Regions from separate parts of the Sus scrofa genome. Here regions 1, 2 and 3 are each linked to region 4. Evidence: chromatin contacts called from public Hi-C and HiChIP or PLAC-seq data. All regions are on one chromosome and are shown on one strand. The core of a region is the stretch at or near the end of the contact, and the rest is flanking DNA. Distances in the headings are between cores, read along the strand shown.

Region 1 (2,914 bases), core at 69-2,568, 140 kb after region 4:
CAGACGGATGTGGTGTTCTGGAAAACCACAGAAAACCAACCTCCCAGGGAGTCTTAGACGCTGGGCCTACCCCAACCCACCTCCTGCCCTCATCTCCAGAAGTTCTTGGACAAGGGTGGTGCTGACATGTTTGGAGAGGTTATGTTGCCACCAGGAAGAGCACAAGTTTCCCGAAGGGGCCACTCTCGGGAAGGAAACAGTGTGACAGACTGCATGGAAACAGTGTGACAGACTGCATGCATAAGAACTCTAAAAGCTACCTAGCCACCCTGCTGCTGATGGGTTGGGTTCTGAGGGAGTCTTGACGCTAGATGAGCAGGGCCGTCTGCGCTCACAGCAACTGGCGGCATCAGCTTCCCAAGGGACCCGTGCTCTGAAGGATCAGGTGGACTGTGATTAAGCAAGGGCCTTACCCTGCAAAAATAGTTCCCCTGACATGATTTATGGAAATAGCTATTTACAAAGGATCTGAATTTGAGAATGGAGCAGCTAAAGATAGAGTGGCTATTTACTTAAGCACTGGCACGGCCGGGCCAGCATCCAGATTCAGCAAAAGGTTGGTCTCTATTTTCTAGGAAACTTCGGGACACTCTGGCCTGACAGATTCCGTGATGCGTACATAAAACTCAGTTGCCGTGTGGAGAACTTCCTAGGCCAATGACTTCAGGCAGGTGACAAATTACCTTGCACAACTTCTGTGCTAATGACAAGTTGAGGATAAAGGAATTCCTAGTCCTTAAACAAGCTTTTCTTTTTTCTTCTTTCCTTTCTCTTTTCTATCTTTCTTTCTTTTTGCTTTTTAGGGCCACACCCATGGAAATTCCCAGGCTAGGGATTGAATCGGAGCTGCAGCAGCCAACCTACACCCCAGCCACAGTAACGTGGGATCTGAGCCACGTCGGCGACCCACACCACACCTCACGGCAACGCTGGCTCCTTAACCCACTGAGCGAGGCCAGGGATTGAACCTACATCCTCACAGTACTCGTCAGATTCGTTTCCACTGAGTCACGATAGGAACTCCCAAGCTTTTCTTTTTAAAACTAAGGTGGATTCACCAAGAGGTGTGAAACAGCTTCGGAGTCAGGCTTTGTTCCTGGGTGCCGGGGATCCTGCTATATACGAGACAGTATGATGCTTGTTCTCATGGGGCTTAGAGCATCTTGAGGAGAGACGGACAACAAATTAGTGAGTTATGAGGCAAGATAAGACTTCAGAGGGAAAGTGCTATGAAGAAAATAAGATAGAAAATGGGCTGTGGTAGACAAGGATGGGTGGAGGGGTCAGAGGGTCAGGGCAGGCCAGGGCAAGGGAGGACCAGGGAAGATCCTTCTAAGGCAGCAGGAACAGGTGCTGCGGCGAGAATGAACTCAGTTTGTACACGGGTAAGCACCGGAGCATGGCAGGCAAGGGAGAGCCGTGTGACACGAGGTCAGAAGGGTCAGGGTAAGGCAATCAGCAAGGGCCAGGTCACGGGGGCTGGGCCGGAGCATTTAGAGTTTATTCTACCTGCACCTAGAAGGCCCTGGAGGGTTCAAGACGACTTCCTGAATCTGAAGCGTGGCTAAATATTTGAGGTGTTCAGAGATTTAAAAATTAAAAAACAAAAACAAAAAACCAGCCCCCCCCCCAAAAAAAAACCTCAGAGATGAGTGTCATTTCCTAAGTGGGGGCCCAAATTCTTTTTTTTTTTTTTTTTTTTTTGTGAAATTGATTGCCTAGACATCTTTTCCGGTGTACTTGATGTGTTGACTCATTCATAGAACAAGTGTGTATTATTAAGTGCCAGGCACCATCCTGGGTGCTAAGCAGGTACAATGGGGAAGACATCACTGGATCACAGAGAACTCGAGACAAGTGACCAGGGGATGCCGAGATGCTGGGATGGTGCTCTCCTGGGGTTAAGTGCTTCCCTGACATGCAGGGGTTCCCCTACCTGGTCTAGGAGGGAGCGAAGGGGCGAGCAGGGAGAAGCAAGAAAAGCTAATGATGACCCGGGGATCCCTGGAGGTGAGAAGACACAGGTGAGCCCCAGGTTACGGAAGTGAGACAAGTTCAGGAGGGCCCGAGGAGAGGGTTTAAACAGAGTCAGGCAGGGGTGTATCTCCCAGGACCTCTCCGTACGGATTCTGGAGTTTATGGTACAATGGCGGGGGCCGGAACATCAAGAGTTTTAAGCAGGGAGAGTTCCCACTGTGGCACAATGGCATTGGCAGTGTCTCTGCAGTGCCAGGACGCAGGTTCGATCCCCAGCCCGGCACCTTAGGTTAAAGCATCTGGTGTTGCCGCAGCTTCAGTATAAGTCGCAGCTGTGGCTTGAATCTGATCCCTAGCCTGGAAACACCATATGCCGTGGGGTGGCCAAAAAGAAAAAGAAGAAAAAGGGTTTTAAGCAGGGGAGCACTGTGTTCAAGTGTGTACTCTAGAATCGCCACGAGGGTTGCAGGATTGGTAATGAGGTGGTGGGGCGGGCCAAGGGTCAGGAAGACCAGAAGGGCAGGGCTGGGGCGAGGGTGGGGAGGCTGGGCGGGAGGCAAGGGGACTGGGCTGAGAGAGGCAGAAGTGACAGGTCCTGAAGACTGATGAGAAATCGGTGATCAATGAAGAGGTAAAGGAAGCTGGCCAGGTTTCCAGGCACCAGACGGCGAGTGGAGAAACGCATGGAAACAGGAAGTGCGGATGAGGAACAGGGCTGGGTGCGGGGTAGGGAGGGTTGGGTGCTGGGGCTCAGCAGACAGGTGGACCTCAGGTCTCAACAAGAGGCAGGAGATCTGGGACACGGAGACCTCTGGTATGATGCTGGTGATGCAACCACAGCCAGGGTGGGACCCCTCAGAGTAGGAAGACGATTTAAAGCCACACCCTGAGAAATGACAACTCTCAAGAGCCAAGGAGCCCTCAGAGGTCTGAGACT
Region 2 (2,814 bases), core at 271-2,770, 210 kb after region 4:
TCCTAATGCTGAATCCTGCCCCCTTCCCCCCAGGGGAGCGCTGCAGCCCCTCTTGATCTACCTCCCTGGTTAAGTACCACTCACTTCCCAAAGAGGTCTTTCTGGACACCCCAAACCAGGTCAGGCACCTCCTTACAACTCCTCAATCCTCCTTCCGACACTTAGTGAATTAAGTCATTAACCACAGACGTGTCACTATGTGTCTCTTCCACTCACTAGAAGCTCCAGGAAAACTGGGGTGGCATTAGCTTTCCTCACTCCCTCATCCCCAGGGCCCAGCAGTGTGTGCCCTTATCAGGTGATGGGGTGGGGGGAGAACCGCATGCAAGCTTCGGGAAGCCACCTTCCTCTAAGGTTATCGAGGCTCAGGGGCACCAAATGCCCGGTTTCAACTTTCCTGTCATCTACTGGTGGGGGACAACAGTCGGAGGAGGAGCCTCACCCCGACACCGACGGCACGTAACAAACCAGGTGGCTCTCCTTGGCCACATGCCAACGTGGAAGGTATGAAGGCCAGGAAATACACTTGGGCTCTACTCATCCTTCTTACGCTGAGTGATCGAATCTGCAATGCAAAATACAGCATCCACGCACGGTATTATACCAGCCTTTTTCCAAAGCACTTAAACCCGCGAGAGTAGTGCCTCCCGCCTCGCACCTTTCCTTCCTGAAATCCCTTTATTTTCTTCCTGCCTTGGATTATTAAGATCGGCACCGACAGTAGCAGCAACGGACACTGACTGAGCGCTTACTGTGAGCTGACGGCCTCATTTGACCTTTCCAGGAACCGTGTGAGGTAAGTTCCATCACTGTCCTCCGAGAAGACGCGAAGGCTCAGAAAACCCAGAAATTTGTCCAGAGTCCCATGCTGTGTAAGTGACAGGGCTGGAATCTGATGCCAGGCAGTCTGCATTCTGATTCCAGAGCTACTGCTCCTAAGTGCTCTGGTGCCATGCAGTGTGTGTGCGCGCGTGCTCACGCGTGTGTGTGTGCGCGTATGCATGTGTGCGTGCAAGTACACATAAACACGTGTGAGAAACATACGGTATATAACCTGCCATTGTATCTCTCTTGCCTCTTTCCTTTTCTATGTAGCCTAGCCTTAAAGAGAACATGGATAAAAGGAGAACCAGATTATTTTTAAAAGGATGTTTGGAAAGCAAACAAGGATACTAGGTTCACCTCTGCTCACCAACAGTATAAAATCCCAAAGCTTTTCTACGGGGAGAAAACTAATCTGGGCCATGGGACTTACTGGCCCTCTCCGGGACAGGCCAGGTTTCATTAACAACAAGAATTATACTTTTGCTGCTAAGCCGCCTCGTTTTCCTAAATTAGTCACAGTCATTTAGAGACGCACAGAAGGCCAACTTGAATTCTATTTGCCCTACGCGGCCTCAGCGACTTGGTATTTGAATAGTTTTGTGTACGTGGAAGGCACAGCCCTTCCACCTAGGGGTTCATGGATGAGCTTTTTCCCGGCTCCGATCCTGGCTGGTTCAGACTCTGGACTGTAGCTGTATTCTTGGACCCTGTCCACAGGCCCAGACGGGGAAGCACGCTGCTCACATACAGAGGGACCTGCAGAGAAGCTGGCCCGGGGAAGCCGGCTTCCTGGAAAATTACTTAACTATTTCAAACTGTGTAAGAGTCCATTCTACAGTCCAGTGTAATTATCATGCTCGAAGCATTTTACAGTCTTTTTAAAGTCCTTTCACGTGTATCCTCACTGACTGATTTATTTTGAGGCTCATGTTCTCCAAGGTAGAGTGAGACACTGGAGCACAGAGGAGGCTGAAGAGTTGCCCTTGTATGCACCAATCTGATGTCACCATGCACTGCAAATGCATCTGCTGCTGCTGCTGGTGTCACTTCCTTCAATGGCTCAGCCTGTCATCTAGAGGGGAGCACTTTCCTAAAAGGCAGGCCCTGGAGAAGGGGACTTTGGACTGTCTACCCAAGAAAGGAGGTGCAAAGACGACTCAGCACAGAGGCCAACAGTTCGTCATCTATTTCTCAATTAGCAAATATCTCCCAGAGCCCATTATGTGCCAGGGATTGGTTTTACGTGCTGGGCTTACATCTGTGAATAAGACAGACAGCGCCCCCCCCCCCATTCCCTGCTTTAAAAGCTTACATTCTTTTGGGGTTGGACAGACAATAAGCAAATAAAATCTATGGTGGGAGGGGAGCACTGGGGGACAGCTGGCAGTTTTAGGCATGGTGCTGAGGGAAGGTGTCACCGAGGAGGCAACCCCAGCGAAAGCCAGCACACCTGTCAAGAGCGAGTGAAGGGGAAGCTCTCAGGAGAAGTCGGGTAACAGCCCGGGGAATCCAGTAGGACTTCGCAGGCTGCGGCAAGAGCTTCCCTCTCCGCTCAGTGGGATGAAAAGCCAGGAGAAACTTCTAATCAGAGGGATGCCATCGTATTAGTTATGCCTCTCTGTAGCCTCAGAAAGGTCTCAATGACTAAGACTTAAATGGCCCAATGCCAGGGGCACAAGAGATAGAACCTCACCAACTAGCATCAAACCCAGCGCGAGAATTCAGGACAAGTGATGATCGGAACCCAGCACCCTTCACACTTATTCGCGTAACCGAAATGTGCGAGGTGCTGTGCCTTGGCACCAATGTCTGTGTTACGGGGGCCAGTCTCTGAGGTTCTGCCACATGCTCCCCCGAGCCGCTGTGCTAAGCCTTTCCCCCACTTCTCTGGGAGGAGGGTGAAGGAACACAATGTCTAGCCAATGAACTGCAGGCCCGAAGCACCAGTCTCCAGGTGAGTGGTACCTGGACTTAGGGAGCGGTCACCTA
Region 3 (2,844 bases), core at 275-2,774, 190 kb after region 4:
TTTTCCATGGAGCTCACTCTGTTCTGAGTGACCGTGAGCATCAGGTACTGTCCTCCCCATTTATAACAAAGGACTGAGGCACAGAGGTTAAGCTGCCATAATTACAGATGACAACATAGAAACCCATGTCCCGAGATTTTATAGATTCCTTTTTTAAGTGCATATAACACAACCATACCCATTCTTTAATCAAGAAAGATCTTTTGGGAGTTCCCATTGTGGCTCAGCAGGAACGAACCCGACTGGTGTCCACTAGGACGTAGGTTCAATCCCTGGCTCCGCTCAGTGGGTTAAGGATCCAGAGTTGCCGTGAGCTGTGGTATAGGTTGCAGATGTGGTTCAGATCTGCATTGCTGTGGCTGTGGCATAGGCCAGCAGCTGTAGCTCCATTTCGACCCCTAGCCTGGGAACTTCCATATGCTGCAGGTGCAGCCCTGAAAAAAGATCTTTTGAGACTCTCCTTTACACCAGGCATTCTGGGTACAGCAGTACTTGAGGCCAATACATTTCCTGTGGTTAGAGGGTTTGCATCTAGTGGCTATGATTTACTGAACATCTACCACATCAGGCACCAGGTCAAGTGTTTGGTATGAGTTATTTAATGTTAACACACGTCCTCTCCATCACTGGAATTCTAGTCTTTATACAGTTTTGTACCCTATATGTTTCACCTAACATTGTATTCTAACATTTCCCCCTTCATGAAAAAATCCTCAAAATGATTCTTTTTGATTGTATAACAGAGTCCCTGCATGAAGATAGCAATATTTATTGGCCTGTCATTTCCTACTCTTTGGAGCAAGCTTGCTTCTGGATTTTCTCCTTCCCAACAATCATGAGTGATGACAGGACAGTGGTGACACCCCCAATCCCTTCACCTATGGGTGGCCCTGGAAACATCAGAGTCTTTCTCACGGCTTCCTCTCCTTTGTGCCTGCATTTAAGAGCAGAACTCAAAAGCTGAGATATAGGAAGTAAAGTCATAAGAATGACAAGAATTTCAGCCAAAACAGCTGCTCTCCATGAGTTGGCAGGTCCCTGGGCTCCAAGGATGCCAGCCAGCTGGTTCAGTCAGTCTCGCTCCCAAACACAGCTGTCTGAAAACAGCATTATCATATTTTCCCTAAGGGATTGAATTTTCAACAAAATAAATTGAATCACTACATAGCTGAGTTCAATTGGGGCGAGGAGGTAAGGAGAGAAAGGGACTTAAAGCAAAAACAACAAAAGCCTCCTGACTTCCAGGAGCTGCAACCCCTGAAAATAAGCCCCAGTGCTACTGAGGTCTCTAGGCTCCTTCTGAGTCTCTTCAAGCGAACGAAAAAGAAATCACGATTGTTGCTGAGCTCAAGGACCACAGCCTCTAAGAAGCTCTCTCCCCCTTTACTCTGGCCCCTGAACAATGCTGAGCCACGGCTGCTCCTAGGTGATTATCATCGGCACTTGCTCTTAGATGTGAGTGTTTGCACTGGGCCTGGCACTTTACATGACTCATCTCTAAGCCAAAGGTCAACCCAGCATAGCACGCAGGACGACTGCTCCACAGGAGAGCTTTCCTGCGGCACACAGCTCAGGCGGGGGGCCAGGACAGAACCCTAGGGCTTCAGTTTCTAACATCTACAACTCTCCACCTCCGCAGCAGTTATTATGCATTCAGCTTATCTTCTCCAGCCAATCTACACTATAGAAGTCGGTGCCCCAGACCTACAAGTATGGTTTTTGGCAAATAATGATGTCTCTTAGCACTCTTCTGCCTCAAGTACAGCACGTCCAGTAATCCCAAGCTACAAACCATTTGAAAACGAATTCAGACTTAGTGACGGCACCCAGCCCCTTATGTCTGGCCTCCCAATTTTGTTTCTCTTCTCCTAATGAGCTACTGAGAATGAGATCCTAGCCTAAGCACAATGGAACAAAGATAACGCCTATGCATTTTAATTTCAACGGTCACCAAAAATGTGAGCATTTCCTCTTTCCTAAAAACTGTAATAAGGTGCTGGAGAAACAAAGACAGTGAGTCGTGAGGAAGGATCGTGGATTTGGATAGAGGCGTGGAAAGTTGCTTCCAAAATAATGTTTATACAGTTTATACACAGGAGAACAAGAGGAGACACAGGAACACATGAGAACTGCATTCTGCTCATTGGCTGTTTTCTCTAAAAGGCAAGCTATCGGCTCATACAAGAGTCAGTTCTAGGAGATGGAGATTTTTGCCATAGGCCAGAGCTATGGCCCTGAAGGCCAGCTCTCTAGGTCTCAGTGTGAGCCAGGTCCAGGTTTTTTTTTAAAGAATTAGCACAGGATGAAATGCACTAATGTGCAAGTTAGCCCACTGCATAATGTGGTGTGCCAGACATGAGCCTATCACCACTAAGATAACACGTTTTTCCCAGGCACAGGTGCATCTCTGCAAATCAGATCAAGTCGGAGAGAAGATACAAACCTCCGTTAAGGAGTCTGGGGAACCACTTCCCAATTCCTTGTGCTCCTTTAACTCTGAAGCTTGAATACATGTAAGTGGTGGAAAGTCTGTTTACCGTCCGGCCACCTTCTGAGCCAGGCCAAGAGTGAGTGCTCAAAGCGGGAGTTGGAATTCTCACAGAATCAGAGAGTTTTATTGGTTATTCCAATTCTATTTTGTTTGGAGGGAAGACTTCCAGAGAATCCCATGACGTTTCCTTCATTCGGTTGAGAACAATCATTGTACAAACACTCTGCTGAATGATGGACGCATGAGCTCACATAACCTACGAGCAGTGGATTTATGAGGCTCGACCATGTGGCTGGAACAATCTACTCATTTCACAGAGACTTTCCAAATTGACACAAAGGCGGGGGGTGGGG
Region 4 (2,789 bases), core at 56-2,555:
CCTTCTTAGGCGAGACAGACTTTTGCCAGCCACTTGCATTGTAATTTTGAAAGAGTCTGTCTTCCGCTCAGTACTCCTAATTCTTATGGCGCAGTTGTTACAATCTAGTCTGTAGTCCTTATAGAAAGTGATGGATAAGTAAAAAACCAAAATTAGCACTCTTAAAGGAAGCCTGGTACAGCTAAGCTCAGGTATTGACTGTCTGCCTAATAGGTAACAATCTACATTGCTGTGAATTGTTTTACTATCGTAAAAACATGCCAGCTTTCTGTATTCATCTGGGAGAACCATTTATTGGCAATGAAACATATTTATGCTAGAAATTAATGACTAGTCCTTAAAGTAACAATTTTGTGATTCATATTTTGGCCAGTGGCAGATGTTTTCTGCTCTGTTTTAAACTGTGGGTGAAAATTTTGTCAAAGTTACTGTTTTATTCATTCCTTTTCTTCGGCTGCCCACCCCCATCAAAACCTTGCAGTTTTATGTAGCTGTGTAGGCTCACCTCGGATATTGCAGGTTCATTTCCGGACCACAGCAATAAAGTGAGTCACACGAATTTTTTGGTTTCCCAGTGAGATGAAGGTTCTGTTTACACTATACTGTAATCTGTTAAATGTGTGGTAGCATTATGTCTTTAAAAATGCCTACCTTAATTTCAAAATACCTTACTGCGAGGAGTTCTCTTGCGCTGCAGTGGGTTAGGAATCCTCTGACGTCACTGCCGCAGCTTGGGTCGGGGCTCTGGCATGGGTTTGATCCCTGGCCTGGCAACTTCCACATGCTAAGGGTGTGGCCAAATAATAAACGAAATACCTTGTTGCTAAAAGCAAATGCTAACTGTCACCTGAGCCTTCACTGAGTTTTGGTGGTAACATGCAAGATGACTCACTGATGGCAGATCACCACAGCAAATAGGATCAAGTTTGAAAGAGTGTGAGGGTTACCAAAATGTGACACAGACGTGAAGCGAGCAGATGCTGTCAGAAGAAACGGCACCGAGAGATTTGCTGACGCAGGGTTGCCACAAGGCTTCCACGTGTAAAAAGCACCGTGTCTGCACAACGCAACAGTGCAAAGCACAGTAAAACGAGGGGTGCCTGTGTTTGTTGAACTGTTGAGTTACTAAGTTTTTTTTGAAGTGATGATTTTTGTTGACAGTAACAAGTCTAAAAAATACTTTGACACTTCAAATTGAGGGCTTTATCTTCAAAAGCTCCAGTTCTCTTCAGAGCTGTCGCTGGACGAGAATGTCAGATCTGCACTGGTATTCAGCAGGTTTCTGTTTCCTGCACACAGAACTAACTGCTTACATAAGAACTCATTTTTAAAACACTCGAATGGCTGACTCTTCAGTGTTGCTCTCTTAAGGAAAGGATTTGGTTTAGTTACAAGTTTTGTAATAATTCTGTGAAGATATAAACTTTGATAGAATGTTTAAAATTAGTTTGTGAGAATAGTGTTGGTTTTGTTTTTAAATCTTCTGCAGATTATTTCAGAAAAAATTACTATTATTTGATCATAATTACATATCAAATTCAAAGCTTGCAGGCTGCAAGTTTCCTACTACCGTAGTTACCATTTGTCTGTTCTCAAAAAAGTGCTGGCGATGGTGCCCTTGAAATTTTTACACTCCAAGGAATATCCTCAACACTTTTAAGGCACAAATCATGTTACAACTTTTGCTTTCATAGTTTCTTTCCTGTCTCAACATGGCCTCTGAAATGCTAGCAGACACCAGTTTAGAAGAGAGAGAAGTTAATTTTCTAATAAATATGCTAAATTGAACTGCAGTAATCTATACTTATATGGACCATGAAAAAATAAACCAGGAGTTCCCCTTGAGGCCCAGCAATAATGAACCCAGCTAGCATCCGTGAGGACTTGGGTTCCATCCGTGGCCTCGCTCAATGGGTTGAAGATCCGGCATTGCCGTGAGCTGGGGTGTAGGTCGCAGACGCAGCTTAGATCTGGCATTGCTGTGGCTGTGGTGTAGGCCAGTGGCTACAGCTCCAATTTGACCTCTAGCCTGGGAACTTACATATGCCATGGTTGTGGCCCTAAAAAGACAAAAAATAAAATAAACCAAAGCTTGCTTGTTTTTCATTGCTAAATTTAGCAAATGTGAAACGACATGATGGCTTATGTTGCTTACTGTAATTTATGTAATTTTATTAAGAAAATGTGTACACAGACAAGCACTGAAGTCACAGTCCATATACATTATATATAGTGCCGCAGTACTTGATATTTTCAGGATGTTTTGACTGATATTTAGTTATATAATTCACCAAAAGATCTTACTAAAGTAAGGAAAATGTTGACTTCTAGAACACCTCACATGCGTTTTTTAAATATAGTCAGACTTTTTTAATCTCTATCTGCTAAATAGATAATCAGAGACTATTGGTGAAAAGTACTAATTCTAGCTCTCTGATAACTGTATGTTGCTTTGGGCATCGCCTGACCTTAGCCTTAGTTTCCATGAAATACGAGCTCTAACCTCATGTCTGTAAACATCCTTTTATCACTACAATATTGCACTAATTTAAACCACCATACATTTCGGTACCCAGGAATTTATTATTGGTTATGTGCTAAAAATTCAAAAAGCTGTAGACTTCTAAAATAAATTTAAAATACATTTGAATAAACTTTTAAACTTGAATCTCGATTCAGATTGAGACTTTTCCTCTCAGAAGAATCAAGTGTCATGGGACTAGTTCTCTAACGAGGTAAGTTTTAATTTCTGAGTTCTGAGTTTTAATTTATGCATCTATAAAATGAGA

The links. Hi-C and Micro-C count contacts between places; a contact is called where the count stands out from the background. HiChIP or PLAC-seq counts read pairs in DNA pulled down with a chosen protein or histone mark.
Region 1: a Hi-C map of skeletal muscle shows a contact between it and region 4, with 6 times the contacts expected there. The contact joins two enhancer-like sites. A contact is called at or near these places in 4 of 47 Hi-C or Micro-C datasets (liver and skeletal muscle) and 1 of 2 datasets of contacts at active chromatin or transcription factors (skeletal muscle).
Region 2: a contact with region 4 is called in an H3K27ac HiChIP or PLAC-seq map of skeletal muscle. The contact joins two enhancer-like sites. A contact is called at or near these places in 2 of 47 Hi-C or Micro-C datasets (epiblast stem cells and liver) and 1 of 2 datasets of contacts at active chromatin or transcription factors (skeletal muscle).
Region 3: a contact with region 4 is called in an H3K27ac HiChIP or PLAC-seq map of skeletal muscle. The contact joins two enhancer-like sites. A contact is called at or near these places in 1 of 47 Hi-C or Micro-C datasets (epiblast stem cells) and 1 of 2 datasets of contacts at active chromatin or transcription factors (skeletal muscle).

What each region holds. Positions count from the first base shown.
Region 1 is chr2:144,730,860-144,733,773 of Sscrofa11.1, reverse strand. All of the region lies in intron 20 of ARHGAP26 (rho GTPase-activating protein 26), which reads right to left. Among named protein-coding and RNA genes, the nearest start is that of NR3C1, 200 kb to the left of the region's middle. Within about 2 kb of position 1,318, at least 3 of the 83 cell types and tissues checked have an H3K27ac peak or open chromatin away from gene starts, as enhancers often do. A contact at or near this core is called in liver and skeletal muscle, where this site is marked.
Region 2 is chr2:144,659,792-144,662,605 of Sscrofa11.1, reverse strand. All of the region lies in intron 17 of ARHGAP26 (rho GTPase-activating protein 26), which reads right to left. Among named protein-coding and RNA genes, the nearest start is that of NR3C1, 270 kb to the left of the region's middle. Within about 2 kb of position 1,520, at least 13 of the 83 cell types and tissues checked have an H3K27ac peak or open chromatin away from gene starts, as enhancers often do. A contact at or near this core is called in liver and skeletal muscle, where this site is marked.
Region 3 is chr2:144,681,516-144,684,359 of Sscrofa11.1, reverse strand. The region is part of intron 18 of ARHGAP26 (rho GTPase-activating protein 26); the gene reads right to left. Among named protein-coding and RNA genes, the nearest start is that of NR3C1, 250 kb to the left of the region's middle. Within about 2 kb of position 1,524, at least 12 of the 83 cell types and tissues checked have an H3K27ac peak or open chromatin away from gene starts, as enhancers often do. A contact at or near this core is called in skeletal muscle, where this site is marked.
Region 4 is chr2:144,867,652-144,870,440 of Sscrofa11.1, reverse strand. All of the region lies in intron 3 of NR3C1 (nuclear receptor subfamily 3 group C member 1), which reads left to right. Among named protein-coding and RNA genes, the nearest start is that of NR3C1, 61 kb to the left of the region's middle. Within about 2 kb of position 1,305, at least 25 of the 83 cell types and tissues checked have an H3K27ac peak or open chromatin away from gene starts, as enhancers often do. A contact at or near this core is called in liver and skeletal muscle, where this site is marked.